Linked DNA regions of Mus musculus: regions 1, 2 and 3 are each linked to region 4. The links are chromatin contacts, called in public HiCAR-type and promoter capture Hi-C maps. All regions are on one chromosome and are shown on one strand. The core of a region is the stretch at or near the end of the contact, and the rest is flanking DNA. Distances in the headings are between cores, read along the strand shown. Region 1 holds the start of Fermt2 (fermitin family member 2). Region 2 holds the start of Gnpnat1 (glucosamine-phosphate N-acetyltransferase 1). Region 3 holds the start of Tmem260 (transmembrane protein 260). Region 4 holds the start of Socs4 (suppressor of cytokine signaling 4).

Region 1 (7,313 bases), core at 2,508-5,007, 1.7 Mb before region 4:
CTGGCCACTAACATTTTACTTTTAATAAAAAAGATTGCAGTAAATGTAAAGCCCCTGTTTGAAGTGCTCCATATGGCTTTTAAAGAAGGAGGAGAAAACCATTTTTCACATACACCGAGGTGTACAGCAAAGAGACCGTCTATGATCAGCCTACACAGGGCCAATCATAAGTTTGTTTCATCAAGCTGTAAGTCCCTAAAGCCCATATCGCCTTCACAGCATATATTTCTTGTTTTCTTTTACAGGCCTAAAGCAGAATGACAAATGTGCTCCACACTAAGATGTAAGAGACTTTTCAGATGTTGGAATTAAAGTAATAAATCTGAGAATCAGGTTTTAATAACAGTCCCTGAAATGCAAATGTTCTTTATAAAAGACTTCAACAAAATACAAAGGTACTGCTGACATACGACAAGCAGGCATCATTAACGCTTCTGACTTCGTTTGTTCTAGGAGGAACACTGTGGCTGTACAATAAAACCTACTGTACACAATGGCTGCCCCCTTTTCTGCTCACCTGCATCTTTGAGAACCCAAGCACAGCAAAAGTACCCTCATTCCAGAGCTTCCACATGCATGGGGGTGGGGGTAGGGGGGGTCAACCTGGGATCTATTAAACTCTAGGGAATCCCAGGGTGCTGTGGATGCTGTAGGTAAAGACAGCTTTGAATCATAAGGCCTTTGCTAATCATATACCCTCCAGTGAAGTTGAAACGGTTATTCTATAGACAGTGGGCACCTGAACATACAAGTGAAAACTGCCTGCAGTATAGTGTTACTAACTGCTCCGTGGCCAGCTACATGCCCACTACTGCTGTTCACTCTGAAGAAACCAGACACTGTCCCATCTCAACCCTAAACCAACCTCCACCTCTTACCCCTGTAGGCTGCTTTGATCTAGTCGGCCACTATTGACAAGTGCCCTTTAATCCCTTTGCTGATGACAACACGCAGGGCTTTAGAAGGCAGCCCATCCCAATGTTAAGACAAACCTGAAAAACTACAAAATTCCTTTCTAATTTGACTGGTCTGAGCTGTGGACATTTTAAATGGTACCCCACTCTGTGTACTTGTCAGAAGTTTGCTGAAAAATGCCTCCTCCATTTGGGACTTAAAACTCAAGAGGACTGGTGCCACCAAAGACAGGTACAGAATTCCCAGGTGCAAAGCCATTCCTGCCCCCACTGTTCTATGTAATTAACCAGCATCAGCATTGGTAAGATAGTTACTCAAAAATAACATCAATCCTGTCTACAAACAGCTCACCCCCAACAATTCTATTTATAATTGTGATTTCATAACAGTCAATCAGTGATGTAAATACAGTAGAAATCATTATTTATTCATTAAAGCTTGGTTTTGTTTTGTTTTGTTTTGTTTTGTTTTTTAGAATCCCAACTTGTCTAAGTCACCCTTGACAGATCTTTTATTGCACTGCTTAAAAAAAAAAATTACTCTGAAGAGCTGGCCATGAGGAAGACACCCGTTTAATCCCAGAACTCAAGAGACAGAGCAGGCAGATCTCTGTGAGTCTGGTCTACATAGCAAGTTCAAGGCCAGCCAGAGCTACAGAGTGAGACTCTTGCTTGAGATAACAAAACCAAAAACTAACTAAAATAAGGAAAAGCTATAATGTATTAATAAGGTCCACTTATCACGCATAAGACAATCTGATACAAATGACTGTTTCCTTGTCAAACAGGAACCATATGGGATAGTTTTCATCCTCAAGTGGAACTGTTCAAAAAAGGTTGGTAAATATTTTGCAAACAGTGATTTACTTGACTCAAAAAACAAACAAACAAACAAAAAACCAAACGTAAACTGACAGTTACTTGATTAAAGCAGCAAAACTGAATTCTTAAAGGGCCCCTTGGGGGCTCGTTCTTGGGCTATCTCTGGGAGTCAATCAATGGACAGTACTAAGAAGGGCCCCCTGCAATTAACTCCTCTTTAGTCCTCCAACAATAAAGTTCCCTCCAGGGGCATAAAGCAGAGTCACCTAATAAATGAATTCAGTCTAATTCCCAAATTATATCAAACTTCTATTTCATTTACGTTATATGGTAAATATGCAGTTCCCCCTCCCCTTTGGTAAGAAATACTTTTTCTGAGAAACGAATATTCATTACTTTTCCAGGATGGCCTGAGACATGAATGCTGATTAAAACCAACTAACCCTGCCACAAAAGACATCCCCACACAAAACACCTTATCACTTCATTATACAAAGCAGCAAGCATTTTACAGGCCAGAAAGCTGCTGCTCTGATAAACGCTCTCCGGATAAAATCACCCATCTTATCTAGTCTGGTCAATCTGCCAGGTGAAAAATGGTTTGCCTTATCACAAAATGTGGAGTGCAGTTTTCTCGAATATCCTGGGTGATAGCCCTTCCTTACAATCAAGTCCGAATCAATGCAGTATCTATGTGCACTCAAATACTGTCATCTTCAACTCAGTTTAGTGTCTGCTTTAAAAAAACAAAACACACACACACACACACAAAAAAAAAACAAAAAATAAAAAATAAGTTCTTTCGTTGGCTTCTTAATGCTCCTGATAGCTTACTTCCAACTCAGAATACAGATACCAAGTTTGTCAAGCACTGCCCCACCCCTCGCAAGAGCGGACGAGTGGAACATTTCAGGGCACTCCATCACGTAGTACAGCTACTGAAACTTCATACCGACCAACACCAGTGCACATTCTCCAGACCGGGCTGACTGTACACTCTCCCCAATAAACACCACCATCAACATCCAGGTTCCATGAGGATAAGAGGTGGGAACACCTACAGACCCGTAATACCACATTCACAACTTTCACCTGCATACTCTCTCTCCTCGTTACTTTCAACAAGTCGTCCCGGGAATCCGCAGTTAAGCATTTGGTAGGTTCGAATCACTCACTACCTTATGTAAAAATCAAAATAACAAGCAGGACGCAGAGGGGAGCACGTCTATGCGCCCTAACGTTAACAAATTTCGCATTTTAAGCGCAGCACACGCCAGGAGCTAGGATCTCCCAATTCTACCCCTCCCCCCGCCGTCTTCCCTCCCCACCCCCTCCTCTCATTCTGGGAAGTCTTTATTGGAGGCATCGGGGTGCTACTCACCGAGTTTTTCCACCAACTTCAGCATCACCCCTCCGATGTGCACCTCCCCGGTCACTCTCAGAGTGACATCACGGTTCAGGTCCGTGACATGGACGCTCAGTTCCCACGTCCCGTCCGCGTAGCAGCCATCTGGCATCCTTATCCCGTCCAGAGCCATGGCTCCCTTCCTGCGAGCGCGGAGGAAATGGCTCTCGTCAGCGTCACTCCCCCAAAGGAAGACAAACCCCACCGAGTCCGCGGCGCCGGCCGCTGCGAGGGAGAAGGCGGAGGAGCTGCGGCTACGCGCGCACAACCAAGGGCGCGAGCGCGGGCGACTCGGCACCCAGACCGTGGCCTCCGCCCGCCGCGCCCGCCTAGCGGACTTGGGCGCCTTCACCTGCCGCCGCCGCCGCTGCGCCCGGACCGCCCCGCGCCTCCCCACCCGGCCGGGGAGACCGCGCCGCGCCGGCGCGCGCTCCGCTCCTCCCGCGGCGTCCTCCCCGCGCCCCGTCCTCCGCTGCGCCCCTCACCGCGCTCCTCCCGCCGGGCTCCCGAGGCAACAGGCGAGGCTGGCGGCACCCGCGTCGCTGCTCGGGAGGAAAGCGAAGCCTCGCGCCGCTGCTAATGGAGTCCCGGCACCGCGGCCCCCGCCCCACCCCCTCTCCCCGCCCCGGCCCCCGCCCCGCAGCACCGCCCGCAGCCGGCCTCCGCCCCCTCCTCTCTGGCTCTTCTCTGACCGCGCTCCCGCGGGGGAGAGGAGGCGGCGCGCGCTCTGGTGGGGCCGGGGCGGTGCGCGCCTCGGGGGAGCGCTGCGGGGGGAGGCGGCGGCCGCAATCTCGGCCCTGCGGAGCGCTGCCCTTTTATGGAAATGAAGGACCAGGCGCAGGGATGGAATCCAACATCCGGGCTCTCGGCTGCGGAGCTGGGGTGGGGGGCGGGGGCTCGCGGGGCTGAGGCGGCGCCTGCAGCGGGGTCCCCGGGGTTCATGCGTGAGAAGCTGCCTCGGGAAGTTCCCAGGCCCCGGGACGTGTGCGGGGAACCCGGGCGCGAAGGCACCGCGCCGGGGAGCTAGGAAGAGAAGTTGGGATGCAGAAACTTTACGATGTCTGCCTTGAACATCCCACAAAAGTAGGAGAAAGGACACAGAGGGGCGGTGAGCCACAAAAGTTGCCTGGCAAGCAGGGTTCCGCACCAATCTGCGGCTCCTGCTGGACTCATGAGAGTCGGCGAGCATTATTAACCCCTGGAACCCAAGTGCCTGCCAGACGCAAAAGCTTGGCTCATGCGCTCCGGCTGGAAAAGGGGGACCTCCCCACCCCACCCCAGGAGGGCAGTGGTTTCCCCGAGACCCCTTCTCCACCCACGCCAACTGTTGGCGCGTACTTGGGACTTTTCCTCCGCAACTTAGAGGACTCAGTATTTTGAATGCACGCACATTCTCTTCCTTACCCTCCCACACACTTCCAAGACATTTAAGTAGTTTTGAACTGATGTTGAGCTGTTAAAGACTTTGACTAGTGACGAAGAAAGGTCCCCGAAGGCCCACTTCCACGTTCCCATTAACTATTACACTCTGTTGAAGGGAACTGTTCAGAATCAGCAAGCCAGGGGTTGCCTCTTCTAGCAATTTATTTAAGTCCAGGAGAGTCCGATAAGATACTGTAAAGGATCTTGGTTTTTAAAAAGTGTCTTGGACTTCGTGAACTGCCCTAGACACTTCAAAGGGGAGCCTACCGCGCAAATAACCCTTTGTTCATCAACACAACAGCAAAAGAAAAAAGCACAGCCTGCAGAAAGGGGTGGACACCCGTAAGGGAGTGAAAGCAGGAAAACTCGAGTCAAATGCCAGAGGTTTGGGAGTGGAAAAAAAAAAAAAAGGGAAACCACTCTGCTAACACTAGCCAGTCATCATGGAGAAACTGATGCACTTCTCCAAGCTTGCCTCTCTCCAGTTATTTCTACTCTGAGACGTTGTGGGTGGTTTACTTAGAAGCAATGTTGTTCAGGGTGGAAACAGTGTTGATGAAATTATGTTGTTGGAAAATACATAGGAGAATATTTTTAATAATGTAGAGAATTAGTTGCTTGGGTTAAAAAAAATCTGTACAGACCAGGCATAGTGGAGCATGTCTTTAATCCTAGCGCCCAGGAGGCAGAGGCAGGCAGGTCTTTCTGAGTTCAAGGCCAGCCTGTCCTACCTAGTTAGTTCCACGACAGCCTGGGCTATTAGAGAGACTCTGTCTCAAAAAGGCAAGCAAACAAAAATCTGTAGAAAACTGTACGTGCCTCTGTAAAATCAAGAACGCACTCATAGCCGGGCGTGGTGGCACCCGCCTTTAATCCCAGCACTCAGTAGGCAGAGGCAGGCGGATTTCAGAGTTCGAGGCCAGCCTGGTCTACAAAGTGAGTTCCAGGACAGCCAGGGCTATATAGAGAAACCCTGTCTTGAAAAAGAAAAAAAAAAAAAATTAAGAAAGAAAGAAAGAAAGAAAGAACACACCCATTTTTAAATATTTAGATTGAAAAAAGACTAGAAGGAAATTCCCCAAATGTTAGTTATTGGGTGATGTGGTCAAGAGAGGTTTTCTTTTGATTGGTTGGTTTTAGTCTTTCTTTTTCTAACTAACTCAAACCTGCCACATCCTGGACTTTTCTGGCACCACTAAGAATTGCATTCCCTGCCATAATCCGTCTCTGTGCGGTGGACAGACTGGCCACAGCAGCTACCAGATTCGTGAGCTGGATTGTCACTTTTTTCCCGTGTGTGTGTGTGTGTGTGTGTGTGTGTTAGCATCCCCAAAGTTAACTATACATTTATGTTATGTATACATTTACAAATAGGTTGGTACAAAAGCTATAGAAAATATACTGGTACCAATTAAAAACAAATATCAAAGAATCAGGGGTCTATCCCAATGGAGAAATCTCTTTATTAAAGAGATTTCATGAAAATTTACACGTCTGTTATTCACCTCATCTGTTTTTTCCCTCACCTTATCTCCAAAAGATCTGTGGCAATATAAAAGGAGGCATAAGCTAGGAGGTAGCAGGCGTTAAAAGTGGCTCAAAACAAGAAAACGATGTGTATGTGTTTGAGTCTTAGAAGGGTGGGGTAAATACTTGAAATGAAATGAGGAATGAGGCCCAGACTTATTCCTAATGACCTGCGCATGTGTTCCAGTAAGCCCAGAGTTTCTCTAACATGCCTTAGCACCAAAAATATCCGTTCTGAATATTCCTTTTCCTCAGACAAACTTGTTGAAGCCAAGTGTGGTGGTTCATAGCCTCTTAAGCCCCAGCTTCCACATTCTAGCTATTTCCAAGTGAGCTACTTTCTGAACAACCACTATAGCGTCTGCCACTCGGGCAACCGTGTTTCTTTAATCTACTTCAGTAAATGTTCCCTACAATTATTGGTGGGAGGGGTTTTAATATTGTAAATAACTGCCCTACTTAAATTATAGTTTTGCAAGGGACTTTATGCTGCCTTAAAAAGCCAGTAGGATGTTTGAGTGGTATTGAGCACCGGGAGGCAGAGACCCTTGGTTAAATACCTTTGGAAGAATAATTAGGGTGGGTGCAGCCTGTTCTTTCAGGCCTTGGCTTTGAGTATTTCAAGCTGTTGCTGCTTTGAAGATTAAAGAGGAGCCAAAACTCAAACCTTTGAAACCAGGATATTTTCCTCCTTCTAGTTCATCAAGTGAGATCTTCAAGTGCATTTGTTAAATATTTGCTTCTACCTAATATTTTCTAATGTATTTAAATGCAGGCTCTTATCTGAACCCCCGCTAGAACCTCTAAGACAACTCAATACTTGTGGGACTTACATCATGCCGAAAAGGAGCCGAGAACTCCAGTGTTTGGAAGAACAGCTCAGGCTTTGAAAGCAATATCCAAATAAGGTACCAAGCAGTAGGCTTAGATTTAGACCAAATGATACCTCACAGATCTGTCACCAGATCCAGCCCTGGGCTTGGGAATCCTCAGGTTGACTTCAGCTCTTTCTCTGGACCTACTTATGGTGTGCTTTAAAAGTTATTTTAAAAGATGAATACAAACCACAATCATGGGGTTTAAAGGAAAGAGGTTTCAAGCATGAATATGTAAGATGGGGCTTGAATTTTAAATGAAGTCAGCAAGATGAAATACAATGAATTATTTCTGTGGAATACCAGGTAAGCAGATTGCCAGGGATGAACACTACCAAGGAGGCAGAA
Region 2 (6,613 bases), core at 1,965-4,464, 1.9 Mb before region 4:
TGTGTACTTTATATTTGTTAACAAGTAATAAAAGATGTATCATGATCGTATCTTATAGACTAGCAAGTAGATAGAGGAACTTGCAAGGTTCCAGGCCGAGGACAATAACATGGCCACAGGCAGCATCCAAGTGTCACAGGCCTGTTGCACACAGCTTAATGTCACTCTGAAACTCTAGCAATTTTCTAGCAGTGAGTGTTACATCTTCATTTTGCCCTTTACCACAAGTTGCATCATTGATTCTACTAGGCAGAATGATGTCACCTCTTTACTAGTCTAGTTTAGCCAAATCCCTACACTCCATTATTGTTTAAGAGTTAAAATTAAAAAGTTAGAATTAATACTTGGAATCTCAATTTTGGAAATGAGAATTTCAGACTAATCAAAATGTATAAAGGCATTCTGGTAGAAATAAGAACCCACTGTCCAGGCACCAAGATATGGCTATCATGTTGTTTTAATGAACTGTTTACAAAATGAAAGCAGCTACATTGGGTTCACCTGAGCTCAGTCTTCAACTAGCAAAACTCTGGTGGTGGGCAGCGAGGATGTTGGGAAAGGGAAAGCAAGATGTGATTGACACCAAAGGATTTTAAAGAACTCATGGGTTATCAATAATTGATTTACAAAAGAAATCGTTAAAGGCTTCTAAATAAAATGACACGTTTACATAGCTACATGTTACACTGGATAGCTGAGGCACTTTAGTACCCACAAATTAAACCCTGAAGCTTCCAGGTAACTAAACGAAGGCATGAAAGCTGTGTCCATCCCACATGGGCCCCACTCTAGCTCTCCCTGTTCCCCCTTTATCCTTCACTAAGCTATCTCCACCCATACTGAAAAGGCCATTTTTGATAAGCTATGCTCCTGGCAAAGGTGAGCAGCTCAAGGGGCAAGCAGAAAAAGGCAACTTGTGATTAGCACAGTAATTTCTAGCTACTTTCCACTGATCAGCTACCCAGGTCCCTAAGTCAATGGGTGAGAAAGTACATGATCTACAAGGAAGCCACATAAATAGTGAAGAAAGAACAATGCCAGGAGGTCACTTTCTAAGAACAGTTTCATCATGTAGCTTAGGTTGGCCTCTCGCCCTTCATTGTATGTGTGAGTTTGTGTGGGCATGTTTGTATGTGTGCACATGTGTGTGTGCCTGTGAGAGTGGAGGAGGCCCAAGGTTGACATCAGGCGTCTTCTTCAATCTCTCTCCAAACCCACGACTCAGTTTTTAGGTTGGTGAGAATAGTCAGTTTACTCAAAGGACTTCTCTGTCTCCTGATGACACCATTACAGGTGGGCTACTAAGCCCACCCTATTTTCTTTACGTGCGCTCTGGGAATCAGATTTCTGGTTCTCAGTCTTGCACTGCAAATGATTTACTCTCTCAGCCAACCTCTCCAGCCTCCCTCTAACTCTTGGTTCTCCTGTTTCCATATTCCCCAGGCTGATTACAGGTGTGTCCCACACCATACTGGACAGCAACATTCCATCAGTTTCTAGCGTTCATTACTAACTAGATGAGGACAGGCATTGGTCTGGTTAAACACAAAGGATCTGATGAGAGCCAAACCTCTTTTTAAATGAGATTTATAAAATCCAAAGGAAAAAAAAGCCTTTCTTCCTAGTCATAAAGACACAGTTTATGATGCTGACAGAGGTCATGCCTAATTACAATCTAATAAAAATTCAGGTGAGGTGGCAAAGACCTGGATTCAGTGCTAGGGAGGCTGAAGCATGGACTGTGTGGGACTCAAGGACAGCAGGCTACCCAGTCACACCTATCTCAAACACACACACACTTTAAAACTAATTATTGGAGTTGATTAAACATGGAGATTTTTTTAAAAAGCTGGTTCTAAGGTACCCCTCTCTACTACTCCCCCCCCCACCCAAGTTCAAGGCTAGCCCCTGCTACACAGGCTGTTTTATCAAAACAAAACTACAAGAAGCCTTCATTCTGTAGCACTTAAAGGTCACCACCTAACTTCCTCTCTAAGTTTGGTTGTAAACTCTAACTAAAAGCCCCTCCCCCTCTACCCAGTAGGGTTTAACTTCTAAATTAGCATTTGTTTACAATGCTTGAGTATTGCCTAAGCCCTAGTCCAGTGAACCTCTAGTCAATGAATAATGAATGACGTAAGGTATTATCTAGAAATCACATTTCAGAAAGTCATGTAGAAAAAAAGATTGCCACATGGCCACAAGTGAGAAGACAAAAGACATACACCCAACTTCAAGTTTGGTTTCCCAGCCTCTGAATGAGTCTGGATATAGATGGGGAGCGGCTGCTTCCTGAAAAACAGCGGAGCAACAAGTAGGAAGATTGAAGACCAGGATTCACACATTTCTAAACATGATCTGCAGCCAAATCAAACTCGCTGTGATAGGTTACAGGTAGACAGACAGATAAGTAGACAGCTCCGAGTATCTTCATGAAAGGTAGTATTTCATGAAGCAAGAAGTCTTTCCCGTTAGTGTACTTAATCTACACGATCTGATTAGCCCCAAGTCTAGTTGCACAGTTGGGAGCACCGAGTTTCCAAGACTAGCCCTAAGGTTAGTTAACACTCATCAACAAATGAGTGGCCTGGAATGAGGATCCTCTCATTTTCCCATAGAGCATTACTGCAGGAAAGTCAACAGATGACAATCTTTGCATCATGGAATCTGTTTGAATCATACAATTCCTACCTTAATGAATCCATTTCCTGAGACCTACTCTTGGATTAATTAATCCCAAACAAACCCCCATTTATTTTTTTACAGGAACAAATTTTATGCTTGCCTTACATAAACATTAGCTCTAACACATAATAGAAACCACACAGTTGGTGTTTCTAGAGGTTCAAGTTCTAGGTTCCCCCACCCCAGGTTTCATACAGTCTGCGCAGCTGGGGCTCTTCAGAGCCGGTGCTTGTCTTCAGCGGCTCTGACCGCTACACCCGTAAAAGGGAACCGAGGGTTCGCGCCCTTTCATAGGGACGGCGGCAGAAAAGGTGAGGACCGTCCCCCATTCCCACGCCACGGACACTCCTAGGCCCTCCAAGACCCTGCCCGGCCAGACTGCCGGGCATCAAGCTTTGCCGCCCGGCTCCCGGGCAGGGCGTCTCAGCCTCTGCGGTCCCAAGCCCGCCAGCCCTCGCGTCCCAGCCCCAGGCCGCCTCACCGCACTGGAGCGGACCACGCTCCAGTCCCGGCGCGTCAGTCTCCCTGCGGGTCAAAGCGCCGCCGCATCCGGATCCGGCTGCAGCTCCAGCCCCGCCCCCCGTGCGCCCCCACGCGCCGCAGCCGGAACCGCCAGGCCAAACGTGGCCGGACCAACGCCTCTGCCCTGCCCCGCCCTCACGCACCGCTGCGCACGCGGAGGCACGGCCACGCACACCACTCCTGGGCTCCGGAGGCGAGGCGGGGCGGGGCGGGGCGGGGCGTGGGGCAAAGACCAGGGGCAAAGCTTGCGTCATCAGTTTACCTTCCAGACTTGCCTTTCGCTCACTGCACGAGAGTACCACCGTCGCTCTCACACCTTATCTGAAAATAAAGCCATAGGAGTATAAGCAGCCTACCGCGATGACCGGTGTGGGTTCCTTTCATTCTCCGAGCCCTAAGGCTCCTACCCTGTCAGTCCCATCGTCCCCCTCCCTCACTTGCATGCAGTCCATTAACAGGACTGGTGATTACATCTCCTGATTGTCAAATGTCTGAGACAAGGCTGGGCTTCTGTCTTCTAGAAACTGAGCTGGAACCACTCACCCTTGAGCTCTCTTGAGCTTTCCACTGCAGCCCTTTGCTTCCTATGACACCCGGAACATTTCAGCTTACTCTGGGCAAGAAGTGGCTACGTTCTCCAGGCAGTGAAGAGTGGGGTAGAGGCCAGGGCCCTGAAAGCATCTTACAGTATACAGCAAATACTGTGCTTGTTCTGTAATCTCAGTCCTGGGAAGGTTCCTACCTCCAGTGTCTCTCTCTTAAGTGTCATTTAGTGTCATCTGACAAGTGAGGAAGCAGAGATTTGGAGATATACATACATACATACATACATTCACACACACACACACACAGCGAGTGTGTGTGTGTGTGTGTGTGTGTGTGTGTGTAGTACTTGGTGCATGCCTTTAATTCCAGCACTAGAGACCAGAGGCTTTGTGCATCTCTGTGAGTTCAAGACAGTTCTACACAATTAGATCAAATACAGCCCCGAATATGTAGAGAAATGCTGTCACTAGATAGATAGATAGATAGATAGATAGATAGATAGATAGATAGATAGGGGAGGAGGAAGAAATGTCTTGAATATACCAAGACGTATACCACTTCCATCTCTGAACTCATTAAAATATTTGTTTTTTTTAAAGATTTATTTATTATATGTAAGTACACTGTAGCTGTCCTCAGACACACCAGAAGAGGGAGTCAGTTCTTGTTACAGATGGTTGTGAGCCACCATGTGGTTGCTGGGATTTGAACTCTGGACCTTTGGAAGAGCAGTCGGGTGCTCTTACCCACTGAGCCATCCCGCCAGCCAAAATATTTGTTTTTTAATGTCTTACTACATTATTTTGCTTATTTTAAAACTTGCAGCATCAGAGAAATACAGAATAAAAAGTCATGTGTCCCCATGGCTTCGCCTGTAGAATTAACATTATGTTAACAGCTTGGTAGAAATGTCTTCGGATTATGTGAATTTCCTTTGCTGTGCTTCCATTTTACTTGTGGCTTTGAACATTTGTGACACAGCTTCCTAATCTTTGGTGGTATCTGGTACCTAATCTGACACTGTGACGGTCTAATAAAGCAATACAAATAAAACATTCAACATGTATCCTGGCCTGTAATATGTGCTTAAGATGCTAGTTTGTGTACATGTATGTGTGTGTAGAAGGAATAAACTACAGTATGGTGAAATGAGGAACATCTACCCAAATTCCAGTGCAACAAAACCTGTTAGTTAACTGCATGTCTTACTCAGAAATGGCAGCGTAATTACTCGATGCAATCTCATAGGGGCCCAGACCACCCTGTCACAAAAATACTATACTCTGAAATAAATCATATCTTTAATGAAAAGAGACTAGAAAATCACAGGTAGACCTTTACCGATTAACTCAGGCTGATGTTCCACTCACAATGACTGGCCAATTAGTAAACACAGCCTTGCCTAAAACTGCTAGCTAACTGGAACAGGGCATAGTTAGTGAGCACCGCTACGTCTTTTACAATCCCCTGTCTCTCCTTTCACTCAGGGCAGCACAATACATGTGAACTGTATTCTGAATTTATATGGTGGATATCTCCCCACATCAGTGCAGCCATTCACCCGCTGACCACGTGTTGTGCCCTCTGCATATCAAGCGTTGTAGTGTTGGGATAACATATTTGCTAAGGTGCTACGCTCTCCGGTCGAGTCAACTGGACAAGCCGAAAGGCTTAAAAGTCACTCATGAGGCAAAAGAGTTTCAAGGAAGCTCTTCTCCTGGAGTCTAGCATTCCCTACCCATACAGTAATTTTTCATTCCCGCGTTCCATTCCTGCGTTAGTCTAGTGTATGGATCCACGTGCTCTCTTTCAGTATTTTCCTATTATAAGTGCTTTTTAAAATTGAATTCTGACATGGCTTAAGCCTTCCACCAGTGTTCCAACAGTCCTAGTTCGTCCTTAGCAAGACCTTGGTCTTGGAATTCAGTAAGATTGTAAAAGCTAAGTCACTCCCTTACACAGGAATTTACCATCACTAAGGAAGAAGGAAGTTTCAGACCAAAGGAGAAACCAGAATAGATTCTATAGCAGAGTTACACCCATACACACGTATTTACAATGGCCTAAGGGGAAGGTGGACTATACAAGAGACTAAAATAGGAACTATGGCAAGGACAGGAAGCCCTTGACCCTGGCTTCTAAGATTAGTGAATTTTAGGTGGAGCCCTTGTTGATCCCAGCTGTTATCAATGTATTCTATCCTGGGTGGTTCCTGTTAGACCTTTTGTGTTTGCATTCCTCTGTTTTATGTAAGATTCCGGTTACCTCAATTGTACCTTGCGAATATGTCACCCAACTTCCTTATTGTCCTCTGCATAAAAAGTCTGATGCTCAAGTTGTAAAATTACACTCAGATTGATTCCACATGAACTCTCCTGTGTGTGTGTCTGTTTGTCGTTCATCCACGCTTTGCCCACCCGCGTCGAGAGACCCCGTTCCACGCAGACACAGGGACCCAGAAGGTCTGCAGCAGCTGGCGCCCGAACAGGGACACCAGAGCGAGTTAGTCTTTAGTTCTTCTTCTTTCTTTTTTCTTTTTCTTCTTTATTTTCTCAGGCAAAGACAGGATCTCATCGGACTGTGCTGCAGACAGGCTGATTCGTAGATCAGTTAAAGGACGAGTAAGTTTTTATCATGGGGCAGTCAGAATCTAAAGAGAAGAGGCTGTTTCTCTCGGTTTTCAAGCACATGTTGTCTGGAAGAGGCCTAAAAGTCTCGGATAAATTTTTACAAGAATTTTATGATTTCGTGCAAAAAATCAGTCCCTGGTTTCCAGAGGAGGGAAGCTTAACATTAGAAGATTGGACGTGTGTAGGTAAGGATATGAGAAAGTTCTATAAGAAATTAAACCGTACAGGCA
Region 3 (6,755 bases), core at 2,517-5,016, 1.2 Mb after region 4:
AAGAGGGACAGTCAACAGGAATAAGCATCAGAAACTCCCTTGGGTTTTAATAGTTTATTCAAGTGCCAGGAGTGTGGGCGTCCATGGAGGGCAGTGAGAAAGCTTCCTGGAGCTGGACTTAGAGGCAGTTGAGAACTGCCTGGTGTGGGCACTGGACATCCACCTCAGGTCCTCTATGGCAGTGGTGAGTGCTCCTGACTGCTGAGGCACCTCTCCAGAATCCCCAGCCCTAAGCATTTTGAATAAAGGATAGTTGCTTTGAAGTGATTTTCCCACCAACCTGATGTTGTTTCTAACTCATGTTCCATGGTCTCTATGATGGCTATTGGATATGACAACTTGGCTTTCCCAACATTCCCTATCATTTCAGTTGAACAGCAAGTTTTTAACTCAAACCCAAGTCTAGCCTGCATTTCGTGACGTCCTTGCCTGTGTGTTCTACACCTGTTTAGTCAACTCCCAGAGTCTCATTGGATAATGACTTGAAAAAAAAAAACAAAAAACCTCACAGTATGTATGTCCTCTGATTTGCACACTTCTCTGTTTTGTAGTTTTTATTGTCGTACCTTCAAGGACAGTGAGATGTTGTAGAACATGAACAATAATATTCCTTCTGTATCTTATAGTCTACCCCAGAATCAAGCTCATCTGTCGTGTGCAAGCCAAAGTGTTCTCTAGTCCTCTTCTCTCTCTAACTTCAACCCTCTTCTGTTTCCCTTGGCTCCATCCCTAATATACTCATCTTTTTCAGATACTCCTTTAAACTACAAGAGAAAACAAAATGAACCTTGTCTGGCACACTTCTTTACACTTCTTACAAATACATTCTATTGTCAATCAGCTATTTCTTAACTCACTGGCACCTGGTTTTCATATCTACCACTACTGAAACTGAACTTTTTTTTTTTTTAAAGATTTATTTATTTATCATATGTAAGTACACTGTAGCTGTCTTCAGACACTCCAGAAGAGGGCGTCAGATCTTGTTACAGATGGTTGTGAGCCACCATGTGGTTGCTGGGATTTGAACTTCAGACCTTCGGAAGAGCAGTCGGGTGCTCTTACCCACTGAGCCATCACACCAGCCCGAAACTGAACTTTTAACCATCCAAGGTTCAAAACTGCACAGGTCATCAAATCTAATTATGAAGGGCATGGTGTAGTTAGCTCCCAGCGTGTATTCTCCACTTACTCATTGTAGGAGAACCTTGAATGTGGTGGTTTGAATGAGAATGGTCTACATAATTCAAATTTTTGAATGCTTGATTCCCTATTGGTGAATTGCTTGAAGTATTAGGAGGTGTGTCCTTGGTGGAGGAGGTGTGTCCTTTCTGGGGGAGGTGTGTCCTTGCTGGAGGGGGTGTGTCCTTGCTAGGGGAGGTGTGTCCTTGCTGGAGGAGGTGTGTCCTTGCTGGGGGAGGTGTGTCCTTGCTGGGGGAGGTGTGTCCTTGATGGGGGAGGTGTTCCACTGGGAATGGGCTCTGTGTGAGGTTTCAAAAGCCCATATCAGGTCCAGCGGCTCACTCTCTCTGCCTGCCTGTGGATAAGAATGCAAAACTCTCAGCCACTTCTCCAGTGCCTGCTTGCGTGCAACCATGCTCCCCAACACGATAATAAATGACAAACTCTTTGAAACCACTAGCAAGCTCCTAAATAAATGCCTTTTTTTGTAAGAGTTGCCTTGGTCACAGTGTGTCTTCCTGGCAATGCAATAGTGACTTAGACCCTGAGTCTGGGAAGGGGAGTCAGTGGGCAAGCTGCTTGCTAGGTGTCTTAGTCAGGGTTTCTATTCCTGCACAAACATCATGACCAAGAAGCAAGTTGGGGAGGAAAGGGTTTATTCAGCTTACATTTCCATACTGCTGTTTATCACCAAGGAAGTCAGGACTGGAACTCAAGCAGGTCAGAAAGCTGGAGCTGATGCAGAGGCCATGGAGGGATGTTCCTTACTGGCTTGCTTCCCCTGGCTTGCTCAGCCTGCTCTCTTGTAGAATCCAAGACTACCAGCCCAGAGATGGTCCCACCCACAAGGGGCCTTTCCCCCTTGATCACTAATTGAGAAAATGCCTTACAGTTGGATCTCATGGAGGCATTTCCTCAACTGAAGCTCCTTTTTCTGTGATAACTCCAGCTGTGTCAAGTTGACACAAAACTAGCCAGTACACTAGGCAAAAGTGAGGTACTGTGTTTGGATCTCCAGAACTCGTAGAAAATCAAGTCATGCTGTTGGCACCTGTAACTCCAGAACTGGCTGGGAGACAGTTGGATTCTATGGGCTCCAGCTAATCAATTTATCAAAAAACAAACAAACAAACAAACAAACAAAACAAAGAACCCAAATGAAACAAAACCAAGTCAAAAACAAAAAACAAAAACACCACCACCACTAACAACAACAACAACAAAAAAACCCAAGGTGGGCAGCTATAGTTGAAGACATCCAAAATTGACCTCTGGTCTCTACATGTACAGACTTGGACAACTCCCCTCCCCACCACACACACACATTGTCACATATGAACACACATACATACAAGATAATCCTGGACAAGCTGTCTAGTTGAAAGGTGTATTTCTCATGATCTCTTGCTACCAAGAAAAGCATTTTCCTCAATGGACGTCAATGGAGAACTTGCTACCATGTCTCCCAGCCATGAAAATCTCTCCCAAATAAACTGCTTCTTCTATAAGTTTCACTGGTCATAGTGTTTTCTCATGCAATAAGGAAAGTACACTGCCCAACCCCTGTGTCCCAGGAGCTCAGATGATAAAGCATTTTATAAACACCAGGAAAAGACTAAGATAGGTGGGCACAATTACTGCCTATCAACTTCACAGCCTGGACACAGTGTTCCTGTCAGACTGCAAATAGCACATTTGTGAATGTTGCCCATTTCCCGTGTATTCTGACACAGATTCTAAGGAGGTTGCCCGCTCCCTTCCCAGACTGAATAATTGCTAAAATAATGCAAACTGCAAGCTTAAAATGTTTACTAGCCTAGCCTGCATGAGGCCCTAGATTCAATTCTCAGCAGTGTGCTGTGTATTGTCTAGTAGCTCCCATCTCTTTCTACATTCCATTTGCATTATTTATGTGGGCTCTTGATTTCATTTTCCACTTTTAGAGCAAAAAAAACAAAAAAACAAAAATCATTCTTCTTCATTTAAGTAGGAGACACTCTTATCATGAAGAGTTAATTTTGTTAACTCAAGTATTTCAACTCACCTACTGAGTTCTCATGTTAAAAAAAGGCTAATTAGCACATTTTAATATCTTAAAATTAGTGAATTAATAATTAGCATATGGATTTACATTAATTTTAATGAGGCAAGGCTCTATAAATACATAGCCGCGATCAATGAGTCCACTGAAAAATATAATAGCAATTAATGTATTTGTGGCTTACTACATGGTTGGAACCCTTCCTTGTTGGGTTTCTAGGGGGCTCTCTTATGCAGTTCCACCCCACGCCACAGGGGGCAGAGCAGCGCTTTCTGGCTCACCGTTATCCACGCCACTTCCGTCTCTTTTGGAACGGACCAAGTCAGTGCGGAAAGGGGGAGAGAGACTGCATAGTGCGAGTAGGCCTGGCCCATGATTGATGTCGTTGGGAATTATGCTCCCTTGTGATTCGTTACTTCAAAGCACACTGACGCAGACACAGTACCACGCGCAGTGACCCCCAGAAGACTCCTAAGCCGTGCCGGAGTGCGCCCGCCATCTCCTCCTCCCCGACCTGGCGGGCGAAGGTATGGTGCGCTCGGCCCTGCTAGACCGGAAGCCGGCGCGGGCTGTGCGCGCCTCTCGGCCAGGGAAGGTCCGCACCGCTGCGAGGGGTCACGGTCCGCGAGCTGCGCGCGTCCGGGCCCATGGGTCTCCATGGCGACGGCGGGAGCCCGGCAGCCGGAGCGGGGCCGTGGCGCTCCGGGGCCCTCCGCGGCAGCGTGGCCGTGTTCGCCTCCGTGGCTGCCGTGTTCACCCTCACGCTGCCCCGCTCGCTGCCTGGGGGAGACTCGGGTAAAGTACTCGCAGGCCGCCCTCCTCCCCGCCCCCCTGCCTCCGGGTGCCGCCGCCTCGGTGTCCCGGCCCCGCGTCCCCTCGCTGGAGCTCCGTGCACGGTTCTGAATTCCAGAACCAGTTCTCTTTCCGGTTCTGGATCTTGGTCTCTGTGTTCTCGAGCTGCTCAGCCGATGAAATTTAACCACTGTCCACTTTGCCCGGATCGTTGTTACCTGTATCACCTGTCGTGCCCTTACAGTGTCACAGACAAAAAAAGATTGACAGTAGTTAACAAATAGCATGGAGCGTTCTACTGTGTTTAGAGACGACACAACGGGTTATTAAATAAACTACATTTTAAGTAGTGGTGAGTTACGGAGGCACTAAGGGAGAATGTGGTTGGAGTGGTAATGAGTAGATTCCTCAGAAGGTCAGGAAAGGCTACCTTGGAGGTGTATTAGTTAGAACCTGAATATTAAGGAACCAGCCATGCAGAAAATTTAGAGGGGAACTCATAAAAGGGAATGCAACTGAAAGCACCCCTCTTCCTGTGAAAATGAAAGACAGGTTTCACACAGATTAAGCTAGGGCATACTTTTCACATATCTGAGTCTAGAAACAAGTCCCTGGTTTGGTTTGGTTTTTACAGCCAGATAAAGTGATCAATAATTTCTCATAATAATCAGCCGTGTTTTCAGAATGGTTCTGTAATGGAACAGTCAAACCGTTTCCTGAAGAGCCCATGAGCTGTTTATAATTTCACTACCTGACAAGTTCACCCGGATTTGGTGGCTGCAGGGGGGAGCATTTATCATCTGTCTGTGGATCAGTATCTCTAGGTGCAGTTTAGCCGGATTCACTAACACAAGACAAGGTGGGGGCCAGGGTTGCAACTTCTCAGGACCCTGTTTAGGGAGTATCTACTTCCAAACTTAAGTCTAGCCCTATATCCCATGTGGCTCTCTTCATAAAATAGCTGATTCCTGTCAAAAGCAAGAGAGCATTCTGTCACCTCTGTCATTTTTGAGACCTAATCCTGGAAGTGATATGCCACTGCCCTGTTTTATTGGAGAGAGTCGGTAAATCTAGACCAGTTCAAAGGGGAGAGGATTACACGGCAAGAAAGCCCTGAGATGGGGATTACCAGGACTGTCTTCAAGATTGCCTGCCACGGAGAGAAGCCTCCATCTCCATTTTCAGGTCATCTCTTCCCGGTTCCACTGAACACTTAGTGGGGGTGGTGTTTCATTAGCATAGCTGGGAATGGAGTTACCAATTTCCTAAGATTAATGTTAAAAAATGAAGGAGTTTTAGGGTAGCAAGGGATTTGATAAAGGAGAGTTTAGAGGTTACATAGCTCTGTACCCATTAAAAAGTATCAAACAATTTATTTGAGCCACAAATACAGGATAAGAAGAATAACATTGCATTTACTGTACAGCACTCATTGTTCCAAGTGCCTTTTATGGAGTTTTACCCTCCCAGCTGTCCTAGAAGGTAGGTAATATATCTTTGTAGATGAGAAAAGGCTAACCTACATGCAAAGTCACAGTGAGTGAGGGTCTTCTGAGAAGGACTTACAGATTGATGCTGGAACAGTCTTCTTAATGCGTATGCGAAAGAGTTTGGTGGCATTGTTAAATTATCCATCCATCACACATAGTGAAAATAAATTTGAAGTTGTTGCCTTTTTAAATTCTGTATTTCATGTGTTACCAAAAGAATAAAGTTGTGTGTTATCTGATTTACCAGACTTCTGATATGTTCTGCTTTGTTTACTGTATGCTAAGTAGCGCTTGCTTCTGATATTTCATGGTCATTTTCAGGAACCATCAGTGAGTTCTTTGCAACTATGTGCCAGTGTGGACATTTTGTTTAAGGTTACTTTCGACCATATTGTTTCTGTGATGTACTTGAATACTTATGAATATATATTCTGTCAATAAACAGAATACATCTCAAAACCAAATAAAATATGCATTTTTTTCTGATAAGTGTTAAGTTTTCCTCTATAGATATATATCACATTGTGGGGCACTGCCAAAATTATTTTTTGCACTAGTAGACATTCATATTCATGAACAATTCTCATGATCCTTGAAAGAACTAACTTACAGATGGGTTTATATGTATTAAGTATAGTTATTCTAATGGATGATATATGGCCATATTAAACATATGCACACTTGAAGCATCTACAGACAGCTCTGGGCTTGCTTCTAATTTGCATTTGGGACAACAAAGTTGTGTGTCTTCAAACCCGAATATACCTCAGAACTGCCCCACAGGTTTGAGTGGTAATGTTAGAAGATCTTCAGGAAGTTCTGTTCTGATACTCGCAGCCCTTTAACTTAACTGAGGAAAGCCCACCAAACTCAGGAGGCCATGAGTTTATGTTAGTATTTCTGTTACCTTCTTTTTTTTTCATATTCACTTTAAGAACTTTCCCTTTGCTCTTGACCAGGAAGACACAGATTTGGAACAGTAGCATATTTTTGTTTAGATTGAACATTGCCAAGAATTGATGGACTTTGCAGAAAGTACAGGTGTGTGTGTGTGTGTGTGTGTGTGTGTGTGTGTGTGTGTGTGTGTGTGTGTGTAAAAGCAGTTAGGGAAGGGTGTCAAAATTAAAGTGTAGTTTGAATACATTCTGAATGGAAGAGAATGGAGACCTTGAACTTATGATATGCTTGGTCTCTCAGATAAGAGCAAAAACTTGAGCAAAGTCATGGAGTAAAATTGTAGGATCGCTGCC
Region 4 (6,931 bases), core at 2,529-5,028:
ACTTAAAACAGGGGCATCATGTCCTCGAAATGTTTGCTGCTGGCTGTTATCCATCACATCCACAACTTTGACCAGAAAATCACTATAAACAGTTAAGGGGAGTCACATGAACAAATGCCAATACAGACGCCTCTTCTAAAGCCAGCTTTAAATATTTCAGAACCAAGAGTGAATGCTACAATTCTTTTTAAACCTACTTGCAAACTGTCACCCAAATTAAATAACTTGTTTAATTCTGTTCAATAAAATTTCTGAAAATATACGTTGAAACTTCTTATCTTGATAAAATATAAGCAGTGCCTACATGGCTTCTCTGGACACGTCTAGGCTTCTCCTGCTAATCTAATTAACTGTTACAACCATTCTAGAAAGTTCTTGCCATCACACCCCACCTCAGCACTCAGTGAATTCATTTTTTTCTTATAAGGAGGATTAAGAGATTCTGCAGGAGCTGGGGCTGGTGGTGCACGTCTTTAAACCCAGCACTCAGGAGGCTACACAGAGAAACCGTATTTCAAAAACAAAATAAAACAAATGTAAGGGGCGGGGGAGGGAGGGGAGGGAGGGGGAGAGAGGGAGGGAGAGAGAGAGATTGATTGATTCTACAGAAATCCTAATTTTGGTTCTACCTACAATAGTTTTTAAAATTTGTAACAAGTTATCCCCTTTCTCAGCACAAAAGCTATATATATATAAAACTACAATAAAGGTGGACAGTGTTCTAAGTTCTAAAACTGTCACTCTTCTAACACTGTGTGGAGCTGAGCTCACCTTGACCCAGCAGCAATTTTGTTGCCGGCCCCATTGAAGACCACATGGTTTGCATTTGTAGTGAAGCGTGTTAATATGCCATCAGGAACTCCTTCAGGGAATGTATAGACTTGGACGGTATTATTAGAAACTGCAGTGACCAATTTTCCATTCTTAAAGAAAAAAAAATAAAGGTTAGACATATTGGCACAACAAATCCAAATCAGTTAGTAGTATCTCTAGAATGAAAAATCCTGTTAAAACCACAACGCCTTATAAATGCAGTTCATGTAGAGAGAAATTTTCAGTATCCAATTTTCCAAAACACTAGTGAGAAAAATTTCCTAGCTTTAGAAAAACTTAATTCCACCTCCACAAGCCAATCTTTAGCCTGTAGTATTTCTTTTATTTCTGGTAAGAAAAATAGTTATATTTTCAAAGATGCCAAGTATCATAAACATGAGGCGACTAGAGGCTATCAACAAAAGAAAACAGTTTTGGTGTAGAAGACATCAAAAGTCAGAGCCACTACAGCACAGCCCTGCTTCCACAATACAATTATGCCTTTGGAACAAGGTGAAGACTAAGCAGAATTCACTGCTGAGATGGAGTGATAGGGAGACAAAAGTGACGTGGATTGTGACAACCACACGGCAGACAAGAAACATTGTCCCTCAGAGACCAGCAAGAGTCAACTTTATTGCCACCTTAGATCTCTGACTTTTCCCCTCCTGGGTTGTGAAGTAATAGAGTTGTAGTGCAGCAAGGAGAAATTTATATTTTATATAATTTTTCCACCTAAGCATAAAAGACACATGCCCATCATTTCTTCACAGCAACTGAAATAAGTACCTTCAAAGCACATGAAAATGCCTTTTCTCCAACATTAACGGACTTAGGGTCATCGTCGTCCAAGTCTTCCCACATCCTCACATCACCATCACTGCCACAAGTCACAATATAGCTGTGAAGGACATACACATTTTAAATGTCACCCAGTTCCAGGAACTCTTCAGGAAATGCTACTTTTCTATATTTTCAAACAAAAATCAAGACATTAGTGAATTCTTTTCCATATAAACATCAATAGCAGACTCTTAGCTTCCATTCTATAAAACGGAGATGAGTTTAATGTTCTCTGCGGCTCTTCCTTGGCATAAAATTATTTCTTGGTAATAACGTGAGAGAAAGACGAGCACATGATTTCTGCAACAGCAAGGACTGTGTCTGCTCAGCCACCATCACATCCCCAGTACCAGCTCGGGACACACAGAGACTATAACCAATGTCTGAATATATGAGCTCAACGAGTACCCCAAAAATTATTAAAATAGCCATGTGAATAGGTTATTGCTTGTTTTTCAAACTTCTCATCGCCTAAGTGCTTTTGTTCATTCTGTTTATGTCCTATCTGGACACATAAAAGTGCAAATTAAATAAAAACAGTAGAGGGCTAATGGCAAAAAAAAAAAAAAGATAAAAAAAGGAAGGAAAGAAAAGGAAGGGAAGGAGAGAGGGAAGGAAGGAATATGAATAAAATAAATGTTTAGAAGAAAAAAAAGATTAACTCCCAAATTGGAAAACCCAAAGGGGGTCATAGGAAAGTGTTCATCAGTGTAGTAGCCCTGCCTGTAATCTCCGTGCTTGCCAGGCAGAGGCAGCCTCAGCTACACGTTAAGTTGGAGACCAGCCTGTGCTTTAGGAGGCCCTCACTAGGACACCAGCTTCTAGGCAAGAATGGTCCACTTGAGTGGGCATGCGTGACATGGCTGCTATAGGGGTAACCAAGTGCTTTTTGGATTTAAGGTCTATTCCACAAAGGGGAACCCATTCTTGGTAGGTAAACCCTTTCAAAAGCCCATAGCAAGGGGAGGTCTCAGGCCCTAGGGGGTACACTACTGCATAGCTAAATTGCATAACCTCAAACTGCTGTCTAAATATTTATGTACATTTCAAATGCTACCCTCAGCCTTTATTAGGGAAGCCTCAGCCGGCCTGGAGCACGCCTTTAATCCCAGCACTTGGGAGGCAGAGGCAGGCGAATTTCTGAGTTCGAGGCCAGCCTGGTCTACAGAGTGAGTTCCAGGACAGCCAGAGCTATACAGAGAAACTCTGTCTCGAAAAACCAAAAAAAAAAAAAAGAAAGAAAGAAAGAATTAGAGAAGCCTCTATTTCCAGTAAATGGTGGTGATTGTAGAGCCTCATGACCGCACAAGGTGCTGACAAGAAGCGACTTCTCAGTATTGAGCCCTAAACTAGACATTTACATTATGTCCTCTAGTACACAGGGGACACTGTGAAAGAGGAAGCTGCAAAATTCCATCTCCTGGGCACGACAGTCATTGCAATTTACAGCAACTGCTGATGCTTAACTGTCTCATAAAATAAACATGACACCGAATGAGGACGTGAGTGGCGGGAAGGCACTCCTCTGGGTAAAGGATTTTAATTTTCGTGAGGTCCTAGAAGTGCCACGACAGTTCAAAGCAAACAAGCCTCAGGGCAGAGGCGCTCCTTGTTTATTCCTTCCTCTGTCCCTCCGCATCGGTCATCTTCGACCGGCTGTCCATACCGAGAATGACGGCTAACATTCACGCTGGACCCGTCCTTTGTTTCCAAAGACGCTTACCTTCCAGAATCATCAAAGCAGACTTCGGTGTGCCCTTCCGTATGTCCGTACCTCATGGGCTTCTGTGTGGCCGGCATCTTTCCCTACCTGAGCCGTTTTGTAAGAACTGGTATTTTTTTCAGTAGGGCGATCGTCCTCTCCGCGCCGTGCAGTCCTGTTTCCCTCACCCGAGGAGCCACAGCACGATGCAGCGGAAGGTATGTCACACACGCCCGGGAGATGACAAGCTTTCCCCTCTGCAAGCACGGGCAGCGGGGGCGAGGAGCAAGCGGTGTGCACCAGCGTCTGCTCTGATGGAAGCACGGAGCCGCTTCCCGCGCTCTGGCGCGCTCGCCCTGTGCGCATGCGCGGCCCGCCGCCGCCCAGCCCAGGTCCGGCCCGAGGTCGCCGGGTGGTGGCGTCAGAAGCGCGCCGCCTCGAAGCCGAGAGCTGGTGGCTGGGGCCGCTCTGAAAGAAAAGGTGGGAGCCGAACCCGGAAGTGGCGGCGGTCCCTGGAGAGCAGGCGGAGGCAGCGGCAAGTCTGACTCTGGGCTGACCGTGGAGCCGGGGCGGGGGCTGACAGCCAGGCCTCCGCCTGGCGGGAGCCGCACGAGGAGCGGGAGTGGCCGGGCCTCTCTTCCGCGCTTGAGCGAGCGCCGGGTGATGGCGGTGGTGATGGCGGCAGGCGCTCGGACAGCTCCGCTTGAGCTGAGCTCGGAGAGGTGAGAGGGGGAAGGGTGGCGGCGAGGGCTGGGGTTTGACGCCTGCCCTTTCAGGATCTCCTCCCGAGCCACCGTAGTCGCCTCCTTGAACCGATCGAGCTCCTCGGGACCGGGTTAGGGACAGACCTTGGCAAGCCTTTATTCTTCACGCCCTTCGTGCCCTCAACTTTGTCATTTCTGTGGTAATAAAGGATGGACTGATTCTTGTTTCTTGCGACTCTAGCTAAATAATGCTAAAGAGAGTTAACTTGGGTTTTCTATTTAGTTCCGACCAAAGTTTACCAAACTGCTTTTAGATCTAAAAGGAGAGGTCTAATTTGTATTGTTACAGGTTTCTGTTCATCGTGGCAGTCGATAACACATCCTCTACTAAGTCAGGTCTTGGCCCGTTAAGTTTATGCTTTTCTTGTTTCTTCACGTTCTCCATATTAATAAATTGGTCTGTTGAAAATTATGATTTTCGGTGATAATTGGGGCTTTGACGGCGTTTTTGTGGTACCCACTGTACAGTTTCAGTCAGACTTATTTTTATTACCGGAAAACTCTACAGAGGTAGATCTAGATAACTTATTAAAAAAATTGCAAGCTTAGTTATTACTCAAACCGTGGTATTCTTGCTATGGTGGCATTTTGTAAGGCATTTCTAAGAACCTGGGTTCCAAAAAGACACTCAGATTTGTATATGAATAAAAAGGAAGAGTAGTTGGCTCAAGTAGAATCTGAGATTCTTTTTTAAAAAACAAAACAAAACCCTATTGTTAATTTCCCACAAGAATAAAGGCACCTGAGACAATGACTTTTGAGTAACTTACTTTTATTTTGAAATTATTGTTTTTAGACAGGCCAATTTATAATTCTTTTGCCCAGTACCTGGACAATAAAAATGAGTAGGTACAGTGTGAGGTTCAAGTTGAGCTGATGATACTCATCTATATATTGAATATATTGTAATGGGATTTCAGAGTAATGCTTTTCAGAGCTCACCATTCAGAAACTTGCAAGTGGGAACAAGAGTTATTGATGTAAATACTTTAGACAGTGCCTGTGATACCATTTGATTTTAGAACTATGAATGATGTCAGCACACCTGCCCGCTCTCTCTGCCCTAACAACCAAGTCAGTATTGACAGGTTAAGATAATATTTCCTTTGCTGATTTCCCAGGTATGAATAAGCTTAAGCCTGATGATTAAACAGTTTCGTTTTTAATTTTAACTCTAACCTGTTGTATGACCTTGAGTGTGAGTGTGTGTCTTTATTTTCCTGATTGTCAGATTTCTCACCTCTAAAGTAGAGGTGATACTTAGTTCCACCAAATTATTGAAGTACATAGAAGATACTCGTGGAAGTCTAAAACTATTAAGGCCTCATGTTACTAGTTAGGCACTAAGGTATATAGTAGTTTTGCTTAAAGTGGGGTTAGCCTATAAAACCTTCAAATGCTAAATGCATCCAAAACTGTGACTGCTGCCTTCATCAAGTTTATGAGCATGTTCTGGGCAATAGATTTTAAGTAGTATGTACAGGCTAATAAAGTAATGGAATTTGTATAACTAAAGTACTGCATTTGCAAAATTGTCAGTTTATATATAATAACGTAACATTTGAAAAAATCAGTGTGCTTGTAATTCTCATATGGGTACCAAAATTTCCCAAATGAATTATTTATTACCAGTGCATATCTCATTGGTGTGGGTATCTGAATGAGTTAACTAAAAATAATACCAAGATCAGAGATTCAATTTCACTGAAGTTTAGTTTGCACTGTGTGACCATTTTAATACCTTGAAGTTCACAAAATAGTGTTGGTCTCAAGGATAATAGGTTGAGAAAACATAGATATATTACCATTCTGTCAAAGATAGATATTACATATAAATAATGTTATATGATCCTACACAGTTATCTAAGAGACTATAACAGTTTTGCCTACAGAAGAGGGTTTGTTTTTGTTTTGTTTTTTTATTATTTTATTTTTAATTATAAAAATGTGTATGGTAGGGGTGAGTGCAGTGCCTTCTGAGGCCAGAAGAGGGCATTAAATCCCGCAATTGTGGGCTGCAAAATGTGGGTTCTGGAAGCTGAATTTGGGTCCTTTGCAAGCACAGCAAGTATTTGTAGCTACTGAACCATCTCTCCAGTCCAGCCCCTAAAATGTCTTTTTAATAGAATATTTCCTTGGTATAAAAATCGTTTTTATTATGGAAGATGAGGCTGGAAAAGGGTGTAACAATAGCTAAGGAGAACCAAGTATTGAGAAAGATAACATTTTTTTTTTATCTCTCTGTGAATGAATTAGGAGTGAATGTGAATAGCATATTTATTCTGGGAGTAAATAATACTTGTATAAACCCAGTAAGGTATGAAGGAGATATAGTAAAAGTCCCTCTGCTCTTAGCCACCTAGTTCCTCCAGGTGAGCACAGCTGGTGTTTGCTCATTTGATTACATTGTCAGCACTAGATTGACTTTGAGCATAGCAAGACAGAGATTATCAAGTTTTAATACATTGCATTTTGATCATACTCATCATCATGTCACTGTACCCCTTAATTCTCCCCAGGCCCACTACTCTGCTTAGTAAGCTACCACTGTCCAATTTGTGTTGCCAGTCTACTGAGGAATATAGGGCCATCCACTGGAACACGGTTGCCTCAGTCAGAAATCCGACTCTTCCTCCCCTAGAAGTATCACCTGTCAGAAGTTTCTCAGAAGTACCTCTCCACTCCATTGTAGAGTGTTAACTGGCTTGATCTTGTGCAGGTAGGCACAGCAGCTGAGTTCATGCATTTGATGGTCCTCTTGTGTCTGAAGGACAGTTTCACTCCAGTTCTCCCCAGTCTCTGGCTCTTA

Evidence for each region. Promoter capture Hi-C pulls out the DNA fragments that hold promoters and counts their contacts. HiCAR-type assays count read pairs that join an accessible place to other places.
Region 1: a promoter capture Hi-C map of liver shows a contact between it and region 4, with 7 times the contacts expected there. The contact joins the promoter of Fermt2 here to the promoter of Socs4 in region 4. A contact is called at or near these places in 3 of 39 promoter capture datasets (cranial neural crest, hippocampal neurons and liver) and 1 of 115 datasets of contacts at active chromatin or transcription factors (embryonic stem cells).
Region 2: a contact with region 4 is called in a promoter capture Hi-C map of pre-B cells, with 8 times the contacts expected there. The contact joins the promoter of Gnpnat1 here to the promoter of Socs4 in region 4. A contact is called at or near these places in 2 of 39 promoter capture datasets (cranial neural crest and pre-B cells), 2 of 115 datasets of contacts at active chromatin or transcription factors (embryonic stem cells and large pre-B cells) and 1 of 9 other capture datasets (liver).
Region 3: a HiCAR-type map of astrocytes shows a contact between it and region 4, with 3 times the contacts expected there. The contact joins the promoter of Tmem260 here to the promoter of Socs4 in region 4. A contact is called at or near these places in 4 of 39 promoter capture datasets (embryonic stem cells, hippocampal neurons, liver and 1 more), 1 of 484 Hi-C or Micro-C datasets (pre-B cells) and 2 of 115 datasets of contacts at active chromatin or transcription factors (the 230-238 cell line and astrocytes).

The regions. Positions count from the first base shown.
Region 1 is chr14:45,526,308-45,533,620 of GRCm38.p6, forward strand. Fermt2 (fermitin family member 2) reads right to left here and starts at 3,758. Exons shown (of 15, transcript NM_146054.3): 1 at 3,627-3,758; 2 at 3,118-3,284. The coding sequence starts at 3,274. It overlaps Gm46452 (a long non-coding RNA gene), which reads left to right and starts at 3,915. Exons shown (of 3, transcript XR_001781252.2): 1 at 3,915-4,249; 2 at 6,866-6,998.
Region 2 is chr14:45,385,582-45,392,194 of GRCm38.p6, forward strand. It overlaps Gnpnat1 (glucosamine-phosphate N-acetyltransferase 1), which reads right to left and starts at 3,215. Exons shown (of 6, transcript NM_019425.2): 1 at 3,167-3,215. Gm41143 (a long non-coding RNA gene) reads left to right here and starts at 6,152. Exons shown (of 3, transcript XR_874578.1): 1 at 6,152-6,255.
Region 3 is chr14:48,442,586-48,449,340 of GRCm38.p6, forward strand. It overlaps Tmem260 (transmembrane protein 260), which reads left to right and starts at 3,767. Exons shown (of 16, transcript NM_172600.4): 1 at 3,767-4,018. The coding sequence starts at 3,871.
Region 4 is chr14:47,273,142-47,280,072 of GRCm38.p6, forward strand. Socs4 (suppressor of cytokine signaling 4) reads left to right here and starts at 3,779. Exons shown (of 2, transcript NM_080843.3): 1 at 3,779-4,080. Wdhd1 (WD repeat and HMG-box DNA binding protein 1) reads right to left here and starts at 3,716. Exons shown (of 25, transcript NM_001360532.1): 1 at 3,380-3,716; 2 at 1,603-1,714; 3 at 772-923; 4 at 1-82. The coding sequence starts at 3,456.